Linked DNA regions of Mus musculus: regions 1, 2 and 4 are each linked to region 3. The links are chromatin contacts, called in public HiChIP or PLAC-seq and promoter capture Hi-C maps. All regions are on one chromosome and are shown on one strand. The core of a region is the stretch at or near the end of the contact, and the rest is flanking DNA. Distances in the headings are between cores, read along the strand shown. Region 1 holds the start of Arfip1 (ADP-ribosylation factor interacting protein 1). Region 2 overlaps Fbxw7 (F-box and WD-40 domain protein 7). Region 3 holds the start of Prss48 (protease, serine 48). Region 4 overlaps Fbxw7 (F-box and WD-40 domain protein 7).

Region 1 (2,809 bases), core at 51-2,550, 1.4 Mb after region 3:
ACCCAGTTTTGTTATGTACTAGCTGTCCACACCATTCATACACAACCGGGCATTGCAAGACATGTTTTCCAAGTCACCCTTCAGAAGCCCTGTACATGATGACACTTGCACTTAGCTACAAGTCTTATTCAGTTCTTACAGAACGAGAGCAAGAGTTACACTAGACAGGGGCCCCTTTCTAATAATGGAGAAGACTAATGGGTTTCAACTCAAGAGGATGGTTTTGAGTAGGAAAATTCACAATACATTGCAGAATAATTACAGTTTGAGAGAATTGGTACCCACCCACCACTCCCTTTATAGCTCAATTTCAGAACAGAAAAGCCCTTTATACAAGATTTATGTTTGGGCATGTCAGCACTGTTTTTGTTGATGTTTTGTTTGAGTTGATGTGCTAGCAATCTAAGACAATACCGTTATTTAGGTTTGAAATATGTGTAGTGCATTATGTAAATGTATGTAGTGTTACTATTAACCAGACTGAGGAAGACACAGTACAAGGATATTTAAACTCATTATCTAACACCGCTGGGAATAGGGAAGATTCTCGCAGGTACCCCCAAAGTCTGGTAGGAAACGACCAAGAAGAGCTCTGGGAGAAGGGACAGTTGAACTGTTTCTGTGGACGGGGCGTCAGCGATCTACTTAAGAGGGGATGAGCAAGAAGGCAGAGTTCGGTTGCCGGCAAAAGAGGAGCAGCGAAGAAAAGTACTATGAGCCCACTGTCAGAGAGCAAGCACAGAAACAGAGCTACCACCGCACGTTCACGGTTGCCGGTCTTGGTGCACAGACTGGTAAGAGTGCGGTGATCGCGGAGAGCTAGCGAGAAACCTAAGAAAGCGAGGGCCGGGCTTCCGTGCTGCCAGCGCCGGTACACTCATCTTCGCTCCATCCCTTCCGCATCCCGTTCTTCTCTCCGGTGGTTGACAAACTTTCGGCTCCGCGGTGGTGAGCTACGGCCACCTCCACCCTCCAGACACGGAGTACGCGTGTGGGAAAAGGGTAGAGGATGTCTGGCTGGAGGGCTGCACTTCGCAAACTATGGACTGTTCCTCTACGCTGCAACCCGGTTACCCCGGCAACGGTCCGTGCGGATTCCCGGATGTAGTTCACAGGGCCGCGGCCCGGGGCGGAGTCGGGAGGACCCAGCCCCCTGGGAGACGCGCGCGCACCATAGAGACGTGGCGGGGCCCGGGCTTGGCTTCTAGAGAGAGGCTGTCCGGGGCCTAAGACCCCGCACTTCCGGTCTGCTCGCTTCCGGCTTCGCGGGTAGGGTGCAAGCGCCGGAGACCGGGTTGAGAGGTCGCGGGTGCAAGTGTCCTCGGCGGTTGGTTGCCCGGAGCCTGTGACAGCTGTAGCTGCTCCCCGCCCCCGAGGCGTGGGGGAGGAGACGAAGGAAAAGCTCCCGGTTGCGCTTCCGGTCCCTTCTCCCTCTGGCCGACGTGATTCCCGAGGGCTGCGACCGGGAGAGCCCGCGACGGAGCGCTGCCGGCTTCCCCGCTGACAGACAGGTGAGGGCGGAGCCGCGGCGGAAAGGAAGGGGTTGGGGTGGCGTGCTTCCCGACAGATGGATGTGTCGCCTGCGGCTACTCTCATCAAACTTGCTCCTGGGCACTTCCATCCCTGGGAGCAGCCAAGTCCGCCCCTTGGTCCCTCCTGTCCCTCTGAGTCTGAGTGTGTTCTGGAGTGAAGGGGGGCAGCACTGGCCCCTGGGGCGGCTCCGCTCGGCAGTGGGAAGAGTTGGCAGGGTCTGGGGCTTTCTGGACTCTGTCCGAGTGGGCCGCCTTTCCCCCTGCTCTTCCCTGAGTGTCCTGCTTCCTCTCTCCTGCTGTGAGAGGAAGGGAGGTAGCAATCTCTTGGAGAGATTGCCTGACACCGGTGCCGAGGGAGGCGCCCTGCCTGAAATGTCCCAAGCCTGAGGGCGTCCAAGGAATGCTGGAGTTTGGAGGAGGAAATTGTGGCCCTGCCTTCTGGTGCGTTCCTTATTGCCAAGTTAACTACTCTTTACGTGTCTAGGAAAGGAAGCGTCTCTCTCTCTCTCTCTCTCTCTCTCTCTCTCTCTCTCTCTCTCTCTCTGTGTGTGTGTGTGTGTGTGTGTTAAGTGCTTAGATTCTAGACTTTCTCCCCTGTTATTGCTTCCTTGGCTTTGTTCTTGTTTTCCTCTTGAACCCTCTGATCTCAAAAAGTTTATATTTTACACTTCCTGCAGATCCTTTAAGTCACCCTTTCAGGATTTCTGTGCGTCCCTCCTTTATTTTTTCCTGAACTATCCTTTCTTGGTTCTTATCTGATCAGGGGGGCGGAGGACGAATGAAAAAATCGCAGGGCTTTTCATCAACGTGTTGCTTTCACAACTGCGAAGGTGTGTTCACACTTGCCATTTGATTAACTTGATTGCTAAAGAAAGGTGCACCAGATTGATGGCGGTTGGTCAGTTCTCTGGAGGCTGCAGGAATGGCTTGTATTTCATTGCTGCTCTTTCAGAGCAAGCGTTGCAGCAATGTACACTTTTCTTGTATTTGTTCTATTTTTATTTGCTTTTAATTTTCGTTTTTGTTTTTCTTGTTCACCGTGACCAACGCTTCCTTCTAACTCCAAAGTTTAACAGTATATAGGAAAACAGCATATTTCCACTATGATTTTCTGAATAAAAGGCTTTGCCTGAGCTATTTTGTTTCCTGCTTGACAAGATGTTACTTTTCTTGGATTATGCTTGCTTTAATCCTGGGTTGGGGTCTCAGTCCAGGAATCAGGGGTTTTTCTATCTCTACCCTGAAATGATGTGCAAAGTTTGTATGTGTGTGTTCTG
Region 2 (2,962 bases), core at 319-2,818, 1.2 Mb after region 3:
ATACACACATTTTTTTTTTGTCCTAAACATAGGGTTTTAAATTGTTTACATCACCATCACCTTCACACAGTATTAGTTAGAAGTAACCTAGAGACAAGGTATTCAAAGTGATGCAGTTGGTTAGAAGCAGTGCTGCAGAGTCTAGCAGCCTTGGGAGATTCTAGAACTAATACTGAGAGACAACTATATACACACATATATGCGCACACATACACACACACACAAAGTATGCATATGTTTTAGACACCTGAAGGTACAGCCTGTCTTTTGCATACAAAGGATAAAATTCAAGTGAATGACAAAGACTGAAATTTATGTCCCTACTTTCTTAGCACACAGGCGACACCAAGAGAGAAACGTCTGCTCCTCCCAACTCCTAAAGCTTTAGACTTTAGGCTGATAGTCTCCCAGGAATTAGAGGATGATACAGGAAGTCTGCATGTAGATAGGATCTGCACCAGAAAGGCTACCAGCCCAGTCCCCTGAGGTGAAAATGCACAGAAAGGACAAGAGCAAAGAAAGGAAAGGCTCCACAGGGAATAGCAAGATTTAACTTTAAACAAGGAGAAAAAGATAACAAGAGAAGACAGACAGTAAAGTCCTTTGCTTGTCAAGTAATAAAACAAGACAAGGAGAGAAAAAGAACACACAAGGCAAGTTCCCCATCAGGTCACTTCCGTAACCTGGATGTGTGCTTTTCCTTTCAGTGTCCACGTTGCTCGCTTTACAACACACGAGTTCTGGCACTCCTCTCTCACAAGCCCTCAGTTCTCAACAGACTTTTACATGAGCAGATTAACAAATAAAAAATTAATAAAACCTTCAGGAATATGGCAAACTTTCCCCAGGTTCAGAAAAAGCCTTTTAAAAAGTTTTATCTATTGACTTCCCTATTAAGTCTTTCTTAGAATGAATATTAAATAAGTCCTATCCATGTTTATGCTTATCAACAATCAATTCTTAAACAGAATCTAACTGATAAAATATATTAAAAAAAAAACTGACCTAAATGAAAGAGTGGGGACTTAATTACAAAGCAGGCTTCCCGATACTGGCATTAATGGTATTTTAAACCAGATAATTTTTTGCTTTGAATAGTGCCCTATATATCATTTATAGCAGTTTCTATAGTCATTAGATCCCAGCAGTGAGTGAGTTAATTCATTCCTCTCCTCCTTCTCCCACACTGTCCCCTCTGCTCCTCCTGTCTTCTCTCCACATAGCTGAGACCATCAGAAACACCTCCACTGTGAGAGATTAGTTACTACATCCAGATAGTGTTGTGATCTCATTTTTCCTAAAAGCATCCGTAAGGTAGGTATTAGTTTCCCTAACATATGGATACACTGAAGAGAGAGAAAGGAACTTGCCAAAGGTCTTACAATCAGTGTGAGCACCCACATGATGGGCCTTGAATTCCTGCTTTATAATCATTGTTACATCATCATATTTTCATGTGATTTTTGAAAAGTAACATTGTATCATTTAAAAAAAAAAAAAAAAGAAACCTAAAACTGTGACCCATTAAGAAAATGGAAGTGAAACTGTAAGCTCTCCTAGTCTAGGTGCGGGATGACAGACACAAGGGCTCTTGAGCACTAAGGCCAGAGCTGCAGCAACCCGAGTGGCTACATAACTCTCAGAAAACTCACAACACTCCTTGGAGCAAGTATTATCCTTTCTTCCTAAGTTAAGAAAGCTCGGAATGGAAAAGGTCTGTAACCTTAAAAGATTCACAACTGAATTGACGATACAAAAAAAAAAAAAAAAAAAACAGGATTTTTTTTTTCTTTTGGTTTTTCGAGACAGGGTTTCTCTGTGTAGCCCTGGCTGTCCTGGAACTCACTCTGCAGACCAGGCTGGCCTCGAACTCAGAAATCCGCCTGCCTCTGCCTCCCGAGTGCTGGGATTAAAGTCGTGCGCCACCACCGCCCGGCTAAAAATAGGATTTCTTAAATGAGACTGGCAAGCAAGCTAACTATCCTAGCTAAAGAAAATGAAAAGGGAGGAAACACAAAATGGGAAAATGCTGCTTAAACATGAAATACATTTAAAAAGAGGTTTTCTGTGAACTGTCTCTTGAGTGTGACAGAGTTGAAAGGCCAAAGGTGGGACACTGGGGAGAAGCAAAGCCAAGACTCAAACAGAGGTGGAGGACTGGAAGACAAAGGCTGAGCTAGCCACCGTAAGCAGTAAGCCAAGGCAATGCTGAAAGCCTTGAGGCTACCTTCCACGGAAGACAGACAGCTGGGGACAGGCCAGCAGGTGCTTCCTAAATAAAGCAAAGCAACACAAGCAGGGGAAAGACTAGCAGGTTTCATTAACGGTGGTTTCCAATACACAAAATCTACCAGCCCAATTTCTTTCTTTCTTTCTTTCTTTTTTTTTTTTTTTTTTTTTTGGTTTTTTTTGGTTTTTTTTTTTGAGACAGGGTTTCTCTGTATAGCCCTGACTGTCCTGGAACACACTCTGTAGACCAGGCTGGCCTGAAACTCAGAAATTCAACTGCCTCTGCCTCCCAATTTCTGTTTTGCTTTATTGTGTGTGTCCTGCCTCCTCCAACCAGAGATAAGTTTCAGCAATCAGGTATTTTTATGCTTTGTTCACTTAGATCAATGCCTGACACAGTAGGTATTCAGTAAATATCTTCTGCTGAATAAAGACAGTATTCAAAATAGGAACATATTCAAAAGCAAAGATCACAAATGACATCAGTTTTTGAAAACAGAGCAACTTCACAAATACAACAATAACGTAACACTGCACTCTGTATTACTACAGTGACTAGCACTTAGTGGGCACTGAGCCAGATACTGCTAAAGGCTCGCATGCGCAATGCCAGTCTTCCTAATACCATAAGTGCTGTAGGTACTATTATTATCATTACAGTTGTACAGGAAGCACAATGAACTTGAGCAAGCAGCTCAAAGCTTGCCTCTTAGCTCCTTATATACAATTATTA
Region 3 (2,985 bases), core at 308-2,807:
CAACTCTTTTTTACCCTCCAATTTTCAGAATAAGAAGCCAGTGCCCTTGTTACATCCCATAGAGTTTGCTTCCAACAAAACTTAACAGACCGCAGTATCAAAATACATTTTTATAAAACATTTTAACAACAGAGAAAAGAGAATCTGTGAGCAACCTAACTAACGAAATTATCAAAGAAGTCCGTTAGAACGTCACATCTGTACTGTGATGGCAGAAGCCCAGACCCTGGGATAATCATGGGACCAAGAGTGTCTGCTCAAACCTTTACTCCTGACAAATCAAAGACCTGGCCAGAGCCCAAGGATCGACGCAAACCAAGGCAGAAGCAACCTGTTCTCCAGTCAGGGGCAAATGTCAAAGGAAGATCTGACGTTTCTTTTCTTTTTACAGTGCTTGGGGTAGAACCCGGGGCCCTTCATATGTGAAGTAAACACTCGGCTATGCAGCTATCCCCAGCTCCCTGACCTTTTAAAAAGCCACATTCACGGTTAAAACTGTCTGTGAAAACCAGAAATTATTTGAAATAACCACAAAGGTGATTGTGATTAAAACAAGTGGTTTTTTTTTTCTTCAAAAAAAAAAAAATTAAGATGAAAAGCAGGAAGTCACAAATTATAAGATGATAAAAATCATAGCAATTGGTACAAACCCTGAGTGAATGTTTTCAGCTCAAAGACAGGGGACAGAAAAAAAATCTGTCCCGTCCACATGCACGGGAGGAGTCAGGCTGAGGGCAATATCACTAAAAAACCTGCTGGCCTACTCTGACACATTTCCATATCCCCTCCCAGCTCCTTTTATATGAGGGTTGGTACTTCACTGCCAGGAGAACCTACATCCTGGTAAGAACAGATCATCTGCACCAATAAAGCCTCTTAGGAATTTAAGTTGAATAAAAGGAAGCTCTTGGGCAGGTGGTATGGACTGTAGTTGAGCCATTTTAATGTAAGAATGCCAGGAATCTGCGTGGAGACACTCAACAATCCTGCTTATAAGCTCTCAAGCTACCACAAACCCACGTCCTCCCAGTTCTCGTCTTCAAGGGCTGTCCTAGGTTAACTCCCTTATTGGCTTTCCACACAAACCCAGGTGTGAACACCGAGACCACACTACAATAAATGTCCCATACACAGAGCATTGCCGAAGACTTTAGTTTCCAGAAAACCTGATTTGTAAAAACAAACGGATTTAACTCAGAGAGTGGGTTAATTTCCTCTTTTATGTGTGTGTGTGTGTGTGTGTGTGTGTGTGTGTATTTTGACTAATGCTCGAATCCTGCCCACTTCCACTTTGTGCTATGGACAGACAAGATCTTAATCCTTCCCAATACCCTCTACCCCCACCTTCGGCAAAAACAAAACAAAAAGAAACAACAAAACTCCACAGTGGCTCCCCCAAGACAGTAGGGGGCGCTGCACAGTCCCGCAGCCGCTCGGCTTAAATCCCTTGCAGTCCGGCCCAGGCGAAGGGGAAAACGCTGAGAGCGCCACCTAGCGGGAGCAGCTGGTCCTGCCCCTTCCGCGGCTACTTCTCAGCGGCCTTCCGACAGGAGCCTGAGTCCCGGAAGCCGGAAGTACTGCAATGAGGACAGAAGCATGGGCCCTGCTGGCCTTAAGGTTCTGCTGCTGCTTTTTCTGGGTGAGCCCCAGGGCCAGAGCCAAGAGGGGAGAAAAGCAGAGGTTTTTGGGCCTCAGGAAGGAATCAGATGATAACGTGTGGGCATTACTTGTGAGTGGCATTGTCCAAGAAACTCCCGCGAGGTTACTGTCCGTGGTTCGATAAAAGCAGTAAACAAAACTAAGGTCCTTGCTTTCATGGGACTTCTAATCAGTGCACGTATTGAAAATGTAAATTACCAAGCATAACAATGGGTAGTAATGTCATGAGAGGAAAAGAGCACCTAAGGTTCAGGGACAATAGAGGCCTGTAATCCCGACATTCAGAAGAGCTGTACCCAGAAGATCCTATGTTTGAGGCCAGACTGGGCTACATTTGCGAATTCTAGGCTGACCTAACTTACATAACACAAAAGAACAAAAAAAGGTAACTGGTTAGTATAAAGTGGCCTCTCCCAGAGGAACAATTTAAGCAGATACTTGAAAGAAACTGGGTAGTGGCTCAGCTGGTGGAACTCATGGCCAATGCGTTCCAGCCCCAGTAGCACAAGGGGTCTCCCAGGTGCCATTCCAGGGACCCACCTGGCTGGGGACTTGAGGGAATGAGGAAAGGACAAACACACATACACAGACACACAGAAAAGCTGGGGTTGGGTGACCGGAGCTGCAGCAGCTTGGCATGTTTATTATATACAGTTGAATAAAAAGGTGGGCTTATTACATACCCGTAAACAAAGAGGCAGGCTGTATGGTGTAATGCTGGATTGAGGAGGCAGGTTTAGCTAATCTACTTGTCTTTGTTGGGGAGCATCCTTCAGGCCATAAACATGGTGGGAGAAAGCTACAGTGGGCATTTTCTGCCCAAACTATCAACATCCACATATGAACCAGAGAAGGTTTGCCATCCCTCTGAGCCTTACCCCGAGAAGTGAGGGGTGCTGCCATTTTCCCACAGGTCTGAGTCTACTTGATAAGGATATGCCCAAGTGAAAAAATATACCTGTGCTCAGGGCTATCTTCACACCCTCAAGAGAGGAAGACTTCATGGAAATGAGCAAGTTAGATAAGACCCAGGCCTGGGAAAATTGCACTTCAGGCAGAGGAAACTAGAGGCACTTCTGGCATAATAAGTAACTTGTTCGGTTAATTCTCTGGCCCACAGTTGATTAAAACAAGGGCACGCTATCAGTAGCAAAGAGGTAAGAGGTAGCACAAGAGATACACACGTTTTGTAAAATGACAACTCAGTTAAAGAAAACAACATAAAAATAAAGAGTCTATACATCTCAAACGCATCTCCCAGCACCACTGTATCACAAGTGAACACGCGGGATGCCCTGACGATGACCTTGAACCACCAAGTAAAAG
Region 4 (3,031 bases), core at 285-2,784, 1.0 Mb after region 3:
AAATGAATAAAAATGCTGTACTTATGAAAAATGAAAACACATATACTTCAAAAGTATGGGTTCCTTTAAAAAATTCTTCCCATTTGTTTGTTTTTAATATTTTCCCTCAGTGAGCATGACTGCTCACAAAAGCCATGGCTGTTTAAAGGAACAAATTTAAGGCCATATGAATAATTTAAGATGTTGGAATTTTATAATAACCATGTAAAACATTTAAGTAACTTCACAATTGTTACGTGAAAACATATCAACACAGGCCTCTGATGAAGACACCTCTAGGGGCTAATGCACCATTTTGGACATGGATGGGTAAAGAGTAACAGGCAAGGTATGGCTCTTCCTCTAAAACTTGCACTCGGATCCCATAAGATGTAAGAAACACAAAGGCTTGCAGGAAGCGGCACTCAGAGTAATTCAAGAGGTATGTATTCCCTTAGACTCTGCAGTGATGTGAACAACTATGGAACTCGGGTTAGCACTGAACTATGTCCGTGACCTACTCTACTTTGCCAGTGTAAGGAGGGGGGGGGGCTCCAGTAAGTCATGTGCTCTCCTTTCTCTTGCACATACAATGTAGAAAGCATTCACTTGTCCTCAGGGCTCTGTGCTCAATCTCTACACAACACAGCTTTGAAATGCAACACGAAGAACGCCCCACCCAGGAGCCAAAGCACTGGATTGGTTGTCTGATCCCAGAGCATTCAGGCATTGCCACAGATTCTGCCCATCTGACAACATGGTCAAATTTGATTCATCACTGACCATAAAGTATAAATAACTTAAAATTACAATTTATTGATTCACGTCCCTCACAGAATTTGAATTTTTTAAAAAAATAGTATGTTGGTTATTTTACCTATCCTACATTATAAGAAATCTGTAGACAATACCATAGCCAAGGCCATTTTGGGAGATGAACAACTATGCTAACTCAACAAAACTGCAATTTTAATTAAGCATTTGAAAGCAGAATGCAGATGCAGGAGGCTCAGAGACAAATTCAAGAAGTTCAAAACATATCTAAGACTTAGTCATTACTGTACCAGCTAAGCTACCAGCACTTCTTCTAGATTATGATATTCAGATCTCCAAATGGTCTCTCAAGCTTCCTATCTTTACTCTCCTATTCTATTTCCCAGGCAAAGTCCCTCTTCTACTTACAGCCTTAAGCCTCCATAATAAGAGACTTTTTCTGGCACAGTGATTTCCCCAAAACTGGCAGGATCCCACAGTTTACTCGAAGGAGATGCCCCACCCCCAACCCCCAAGAAAGTGCTTCTCTGGCTGTCATGAACTCACTTTGTAGACAAGGCTGGCCTCCAACTCATAGAGATCTGCCTGCCTCAACCCCTAGAGTGCAGGGATTAAAGACATGTATCAACATGCCCTGCTGATTTCTCTCTCTCTCTCTCTCTCTCTCTCTCAATGCAGGTGATTCATGAATTAGCACGAGGGAACACTAATAGAGTGTGCTTACTGTTCCAATCAGGCACAAGGTTTTAAGACCTTGGACAGCACTGAGCCTGAACTCCCATGATAGAAAACTCACTTCTTTAGAACCTAAGCAGGGCAGTCAGTCTACCTGACTGCTGTTTTGAGACACCATCTTGCACTGGAGATCACAGGCTTAAGCCACCACACCCAGTTTCCCCATCTCTATTTGAACAGTTCTTGCCCTCTCCTGTGGGCAATTCTTCTTAGTTCAAACAGCTTCATAATCCAACTCAGAAAACGTGATCTAGGTATTCCTTTCCAAAGAACCCAAGGCTCAATCTGTTTCTATTTTGATGTAAAGACTATATTAAATACAGAACTTTCCTCTAGTCTTCCCTGACTAAATACACAAAGTTCTTCAACTTCGTTACACAAGGTTTAATAAGCTTCCTTAACCATGCTGTAACAAAATTTCAAAGAAACAAAAATACTGATCTTGTTTTGTCACCTCTCTTATAGCTTTTAATCTTCTGTTACTAACAAGACTTAAATTAAGTAAAACAAGTCAGAAAACATGTGTAATTTGACTTAGCATAGAACATGGTAAATCTTTAAATATAGTTTATTCATTATAAATATCAAAACAGAAGTATTTTTTCTAGTCCATTGTTTTTAGTTGACATTTCTGTTTTTCATTAACAGGCTGTTATCTACAGTGGTGTATCGTTTGTTCTTACTCAATTTGCAAATGGAGTTGAGAGTACTTTACTAGGACAGAGGAGGCTGGACCAAGTGCTGTAACACTGCCTTAGGAGCAATAGGAGGGCAGGAAGAGGACAAGAGCTCCCATTTTGCTTGTTACACAACAGGGAAGTCACCCTCAAATGCCTCAATCGCAGATTTGTACAAAGATTGCCAGTGTACCCCTCATAGGTCAGCTCATACCACCCTCCTTTGTTCGGGAGCTAGGGCTATCTATAAGATTGGCGCTGACGCATCATAAGCCTCCAGGCAAGTGAGTCAGTTCTAGTTAGTTTGGCACCAGCCTCGAAACAAAACGAAACAAAAACAACAACAACAACAACAAAACCAGGGTTGTCTTGGCTAAGGTTTCTATTGCTGTGACAAACCAGCAAGACCAAAGAGCAAGTTGGGGAGGGAAGGGTTTATTTAGCATATACCTCCATATTGCTGTTCATTATTGAAGGAAGGCAGGACAGAAACCTAAACAGAGCAGAATCCTGAAGGTGGGAGCTGACAGAGGCCATGGAGGAATGCTGCTTACTGACTTGCTTCCCCTGGCTTGCTCAGCCTGCTTTCTTACAGACCCTCAGAGATGGCACCACCCACAAGAGGTTGGGTCCTCCCCAGTGATCACTAATAGAGAAAATGCCTTAAAACTGGATCTCATTGAAGCATTTCCTCAACTGAGGCTCCTTTCTCCCATGACACTAGCTTATGTCAAATTGAAACAAAACTGGTTAGCCAGTAGAACAATGTGGGAAATGGCTCTGATAGACTCAGGTGTTTGGATGCTTGGCTATAGGGAGTGGCACTATTATGAGGTGTGGCCTGTTGGAGGAAGTGTGTCACTGTG

What was found. Promoter capture Hi-C pulls out the DNA fragments that hold promoters and counts their contacts. HiChIP or PLAC-seq counts read pairs in DNA pulled down with a chosen protein or histone mark.
Region 1: a contact with region 3 is called in a promoter capture Hi-C map of liver, with 5 times the contacts expected there. The contact joins the promoter of Arfip1 here to the promoter of Prss48 in region 3. A contact is called at or near these places in 6 of 39 promoter capture datasets (embryonic stem cells, hippocampal neurons, liver and 2 more) and 2 of 115 datasets of contacts at active chromatin or transcription factors (embryonic stem cells and extraembryonic endoderm stem cells).
Region 2: a promoter capture Hi-C map of embryonic stem cells shows a contact between it and region 3, with 3 times the contacts expected there. The contact joins the enhancer-like site here to the promoter of Prss48 in region 3. A contact is called at or near these places in 4 of 39 promoter capture datasets (embryonic stem cells, hippocampal neurons and liver) and 2 of 115 datasets of contacts at active chromatin or transcription factors (both in embryonic stem cells).
Region 4: a contact with region 3 is called in an H3K27ac HiChIP or PLAC-seq map of embryonic stem cells, with 3 times the contacts expected there. The contact joins the enhancer-like site here to the promoter of Prss48 in region 3. A contact is called at or near these places in 5 of 39 promoter capture datasets (the 3T3-L1 cell line, cranial neural crest, embryonic stem cells and 1 more) and 4 of 115 datasets of contacts at active chromatin or transcription factors (astrocytes and embryonic stem cells).

What each region holds. Positions count from the first base shown.
Region 1 is chr3:84,581,116-84,583,924 of GRCm38.p6, reverse strand. Arfip1 (ADP-ribosylation factor interacting protein 1) reads left to right here and starts at 1,300. Exons shown (of 9, transcript NM_001081093.2): 1 at 1,300-1,511. Gm35410 (predicted gene, 35410) reads right to left here and starts at 1,510. Exons shown (of 1, transcript NR_164319.1): 1 at 1-1,510.
Region 2 is chr3:84,826,452-84,829,413 of GRCm38.p6, reverse strand. The region is part of intron 1 of Fbxw7 (F-box and WD-40 domain protein 7); the gene reads right to left. Among named protein-coding and RNA genes, the nearest start is that of Fbxw7, 12 kb to the right of the region's middle. Within about 2 kb of position 1,568, at least 91 of the 459 cell types and tissues checked have an H3K27ac peak or open chromatin away from gene starts, as enhancers often do. A contact at or near this core is called in embryonic stem cells, where this site is marked.
Region 3 is chr3:86,001,103-86,004,087 of GRCm38.p6, reverse strand. It overlaps Prss48 (protease, serine 48), which reads left to right and starts at 1,557. Exons shown (of 6, transcript NM_001001650.2): 1 at 1,557-1,639. The coding sequence starts at 1,597. All of the region lies in intron 1 of Sh3d19 (SH3 domain protein D19), which reads right to left.
Region 4 is chr3:84,961,649-84,964,679 of GRCm38.p6, reverse strand. All of the region lies in intron 6 of Fbxw7 (F-box and WD-40 domain protein 7), which reads right to left. Among named protein-coding and RNA genes, the nearest start is that of Gm30944, 60 kb to the left of the region's middle. Within about 2 kb of position 1,534, at least 13 of the 459 cell types and tissues checked have an H3K27ac peak or open chromatin away from gene starts, as enhancers often do. A contact at or near this core is called in embryonic stem cells, where this site is marked.